Linked DNA regions of Gossypium hirsutum: region 2 is linked to region 1. Evidence: chromatin contacts called from public Hi-C data. All regions are on one chromosome and are shown on one strand. Each heading gives the region's core, a stretch centred on a gene start, on an enhancer-like site or on the middle of the called end of the contact. The rest is flanking DNA. Distances are from core to core; before and after follow the strand shown.

Evidence for each region. A called contact is a pair of places that touch in the nucleus more often than the background predicts.
Region 2: a contact with region 1 is called in a Hi-C map of leaf, with 2.2 times the contacts expected there. The contact joins the enhancer-like site here to the promoter of LOC107946518 in region 1. A contact is called at or near these places in 3 of 34 Hi-C or Micro-C datasets (all in leaf).

The regions. Positions count from the first base shown.
Region 1 is chrD12:52,842,427-52,845,126 of Gossypium_hirsutum_v2.1, forward strand. LOC107946518 (putative disease resistance protein RGA3) reads right to left here and starts at 1,296. Exons shown (of 4, transcript XM_041107088.1): 1 at 1,157-1,296; 2 at 917-1,021; 3 at 1-656. The coding sequence starts at 621. It overlaps LOC107946519 (lectin), which reads left to right and starts at 1,266. Exons shown (of 3, transcript XM_016880892.2): 1 at 1,266-1,408; 2 at 1,479-1,594; 3 at 1,678-2,241. The coding sequence starts at 1,349. The coding sequence ends at 2,068.
Region 2 is chrD12:53,046,695-53,049,394 of Gossypium_hirsutum_v2.1, forward strand. No RefSeq gene overlaps it. Among protein-coding and RNA genes, the nearest start is that of LOC121224229, 8.6 kb to the right of the region's middle. Within about 2 kb of position 1,362, at least 2 of the 9 cell types and tissues checked have an H3K27ac peak or open chromatin away from gene starts, as enhancers often do. A contact at or near this core is called in leaf, where this site is marked.

The sequences.
Region 1 (2,700 bases), core at 46-2,545:
ATTGAAGATGAGTTGAGCAAGAGTTGTTTTGCCTAGGCCTCCCATCCCAGTGATGGGAATGACAGAAACATCACCTTCCCTACTATCACTTTCATTTGATAGCATCTGATCTATTAGTTTATCTTTATCAGAATCCCTACCTAACACATCGGTTGTGTCTACGAAGGAATTGGTGAGTGGAAAGTGGTTTTGACTTTGGGAATCAGACCTTGCAGCATCAGTACTTACACTGAGACCGAAATTGCTCTTCTCTTCAGCAATCAAGTCAAATTTTGTTAAAATTTGTTTGATTTCAGGTGCCATACGGATTCGAAATGGGATTCTGCGTACCTTGGAGAGGTGAGCTTCCGTTGCAAAAGTGTCTAATATGTCCTCTACATCAAAAGCAATATCTTTGAGCTTTGAGAGCCACACCTTCAAAGATCGACCACAGGCTGCATCCATCTGCTTCTTCTCTGCATCCTCAAGCACAGCTGCAATGGTGATTAGATTGCTTGAAAGCTTTTCCAGCTCCTTCTTAGAACCCTTGATTGCAGCAAATTCTTCGTTGATCAAGGTTGCAACAGTTTCAGTGAGCTTGGACACGATAGGACTAACAAAAATAGAAGCTATCTCAGCCATAACTAGTTGAAATTAAGTCTTATTGATCGCAACTCCTGCAAGAATGAACAAAAAAGTTATTTTCATTTCGTTCATATTAAATTTTTTGCTGTGCTGCATGGAAGAATTACACAGAAACTCATCAGCAAGAGAAACTCTGTTGGAATTAAATGACACGACAGGAAGATTACACAACAACAAAAACCTTAAAATTGACAACTCATTTGGAACTTGAAACAGGATGAATTAATTGATTTGATTTCCTTTGTTTCCTGATTCTGTCTATATATAGATCAAGTTCAGACAGTAGAGATACCTCCGAAGCTTCTTCTTAGTTTCTTCGACACGGATTGAACTGGTTTTCCATATACAGGGCAAAAAAGGACTTGGAACTGGCCTTCCACTATACGTGTTCCACCGTCTAGAAGGAGGAAAAAAGAGAGAAATAGTCTTAAAGTCAAAAAGTCAAGAGAGAAATAGTGTTAAAGTGAAAAACTTATTATTTCTGGCTCAAAATTTATTGTTTTGACGCGCTTCCATGGAAAAAGAAACTTACAGCAAATTTCATCTGATGTTCTTGGAAATTGCAATGCTTTCTCTCTCATCCTTTTCATTTCCTGTACATTGTTCTTCAGGTTTCACTATAAAAAGATAAAAAGAATGGATTGAAGTCAATACAGGAAATTAAAGCTTATACGAGTGTGTAAACTCTTTGGTTTTGTCTGGGTACATAACATAATCAACGAACATGTTTAAGAACAAGAAGAAGAACAAGAACGAGGAGGCCTTCCTGGATCACAAGACAAAGGTATGTTTCAAATCTTTAACTTATCAATCTAACAAAAAATTCACAAAAAAAATATTTTGATATCATGCAGAAAACCTGGGAAGATGCAAAGACTGGTAAAAAATGCTTCATGTTGTACGCAAGGTCACTCTACGTGACATGGGGTGGCCGTGAGTACTGGATCTGGAACAGTTTTAAAGACACAAGGTTGGATTTTATTTTTTTGTCTCTTCTTCTTTTCATGGATTTTTTTTTTTGGTGTCAGTGATCCATTGATTCATGATTTGCAGTGATGAAAACATCGAAGTAGCGAAATTAAGCCATGTATGTTGGCTGGATGTGAGAGGGAAGTTGAAAATATCAGAGCTTTCCCCTGCAACTTTATACGAAGTTGTGTATGAAGTAAAGTTGACAAAAGGGGCATCTGGTTGGGAACTCCCAGTGAAGCTCAGACTATCCCTCCCTAATGGAATTGTCCAAGAAAGGCAAGTTAGCCTCTTGCAGAAGCCTAGAGGGCAATGGATGGAGCTCAATGTCGGCAGTTTTCATACACCAGATAATGAAGATGATGAAACTGGAGAAGTTTGCTTTGACTTCTATCAACATGGGGGCCATTGGAAAAGCGGACTTGTTGTGAAGGGTGCCATTTTAAGGCCTAGAAAACCTGAACCATCAAATTAATTGCTTCAAATGAAACAAACTGTGGCGCTACTTTCTCTGCAGAAACAAACATCTTTTAGAATGTTATCCACTTTTTTTTCTTTCAAATATTAATTGTACCCCCAATATATATATTTTTAATTTTTTGGTGTGGTTATTGTGAAAATAAAATTTATAACACAATTATATATACAGATCTTAAGTCTCATTGTTTATGAACAAACTGCAAATGGAACAAGAGTTTATACAGACTTATATCTCATACTGTTTAAGAAAACAAGTAAAACGATATTTGGGGTATATTTAAAGATCTATTTTATAAATTTTATTTCACAAGAAAACTGAAAGCGTTTTTCTGTAAATACGTCAAAACTTCTTTTAGGTGGAAGTGTTTTATTACATATCAACTGAAAGTATTTTCGTAAAATCGATCTAATCATATAAATTTTCAAAAAATGATTTAATCTGATAATTTTTTAAAAATTGACATTTTTAGAAAAATTCAGTGCAAAAATATATAATCTTACCATTATACTTTAAATAAAATTTAAAATTTCAAAATGTGGGTTATCCTTAGGTCCCAACAACATGGTATGATTGGTTGTACCACAAATTGCTTTATGTGAAATTTGAAAATGCTTGTACATCATAAA
Region 2 (2,700 bases), core at 112-2,611, 200 kb after region 1:
GTCCGATGCATTTGTAACGGGTCCTTCAAACGATATTTGTACACGGGTTAGGGTTTGTTTTTTAAGATTTATCAAGATTCAACGATATTAATGAAAGATTCGTCAAGAATTGCGAAAGATCGACTAATTGATTTGAAAGATCAATATCGGATAGAAATGCTATGAAATTTGGGTCCTACACTTAAGATCGAGATGCATTTAACGAACTTGATGGAATTACATAGGCTATTAACGATAAATTCAACAATCTATAGAGAATCAATTTATTAGGGATTGATTTGATATCGAAAGCAAAAATAATTATTAACAATTAGGATAAAAAATGGTGTAAATAAAATGGAAAGAAAACAAATAGAGAATAAATAGAAAAATGGAAGGCAAATTCTATCAAGATTTCTAAAGGGGCAAATTGAAATTCTAATTAGGAAAAGAAGATAAAAAGATGGTAGAATTCTAATTCTATTGGGATTTTGAGGAAGGGTAAGTTATGAATCCTAATTAGGAAAGAATTGGGCCAATTCCTAGGGGCTTCACCTACAATTTTCCTAAGTTTTTGCCGAAATTTGAAATTAAAATTAAAAGGGAGGAGGAAGCGGCTCAAACCTTGGTCATTTAAGGGGGGCCTTAACCATTAGGGTATTTCCCATTTCTTATTAAATTTTGACACTTAATTATATAGATATATTTTGGAGTGTCTTTGGCAAAATTATGAAATTAAAAAAAAAAAAAAAGATTCAAACCTAGGTCAATTGGGAACCAATTGGGCTACTACCATTATTGTTGAACTTTTACTCTATTTAATATATATTCTAATGTGATTTTCATCTTAAGTTGCTGAATATTTAAGCTACTTAACCATGAAGCCTGAGGCCTATCATTTTATTACAACTAATTGTATTCATCTTCTTTATTTTACAAAAAAAAAAAATTTTGCGCGGTCAAACCCTTCAACCTAAAATTATAACCATTTGTATAGTAGAGAATTAATCCTCTTTCCAAGAGCTAATTTTTCTTTTTCATTTTACTGTCCCAAAAATCAATCCTCTTTCTCTCTTAGAATTTAATCCCCCCCCCCCAAAAAAAGGTTTTAACATATCCCATTAAATGCTTCAATGGTTCCATTTTTTCACTGTTTAAGAGCTATTTTGATCTCCTTTAAAATTGGTTTTTATTCAAAAATCGAAAAAAAATGGTTGGTCCTAAACTCTTGGAATTAGAAGAATTCGTATACCCTGTATACTTTTTTTAAGGGTGTACTTACAATATACCCTTTTTTGAAAGCAATTACTTACAATATACTTAAATGAATAGCAACGTTACCCAATGGAATTTTGGGCTAAAAGATCCAAAATAGAAGAAACAAAAATGGCCCCGTGCAATTGTGGACTGAACTTAGGACTACTAATGGTGGCCCGAATCTGCTTCTGATCAACGCTGGCCAACCATTTTTCCCTACTTTTTCCTCACTTCTTTTCATATACAATGTTTTTAGAACCGGATTAGTGGTCGAACCATTTAGATCATCAATTTTTTATTTGACCGATTCAATCAGTTTAATCAATTTACTGTTTAATAATATAAAATAATAAATTATTTAAAAAAAAGCACTTTAGTAAAAAAACACTAACTTAAAATATAACTTGGACCAATCTTTTAATTTATAAATTACTGTTAAGGACCAATATGGTTAGGCCCATGGCCGAAAACAAAGCCTACTTCCTTCCACTTGTTCTCTTTTTTTATTTTCCCTAATTTCCTTGCCGCCTAAACTTTTCATCTCTCATTTTTCTTCAGATTTTATTTTTTGGTTTCGTCTTTTCATCTCTAACTTTTATCTTGGGTACTCTTGATTGGCTCTTGAAGGCGGAGGAAGGTTGTTACGGATTGAAATGGTGGCTGACCAGTAGCAACAAGAAAGCAGTTGACGGCAGTGTTACCCTTAAAACAATATTTTCAAAATCGGATCGATGGTCCAACCGATCATATCATCAGTTCTCGGTTTGACCAGTCCAATTGATCCGATTACCAATTCAACCGATTTGTTGTTTAATAATCTGTACTATTAATGAAATCCCTAATTGAGTTGATGTCGTCACAAGTCCAACTTAATTAGGAAATTACAAAAAATGACCCTCCATATTTAAAACAAGTTATGTTATTTGAGGATATTTTAATTTTGGGTAAATTACACCCATGATCACTTTTGTTTACCTTAGGTTACATTTCAGACACTTATGTTTGAAATGTTACATTTTAGTACTTATGTTATCGTGTTGTAACATTTTAGTCACTAAGCCGTTAATTGTCGTTAATGGTGTAATGGTAAGCTGACGTGGCACGTTAAATCATCATTTCAAACAAAAACTTTAGGTTAAATTATACATTGGTCCCCATAATTTTTCGTTTTGAGCAATTTAATTCTTTTATGTTCTTTTAACTTTCTTTCTCTTTTTTTTTCATTCTCTTCTACTTCTCCCTCTGTTTTTCTACCTTCTTTATTTCTTTTAACATACCAGGAAGTCGAATTGGTAGTGAAAAAAGAAGCATGGTATGGGTTTATGGGTTTTGGTTATAGGCAAATGATGACAGTCGACTTCCTACTTTTTTCATTGCCAATTCGACTTCCTAATATGTTAAAAGAAATGGAAAAGGTAAGAAAACAGAGGGAGAAACAAAAGAGAATGGAAAAAAAGAGGAAAG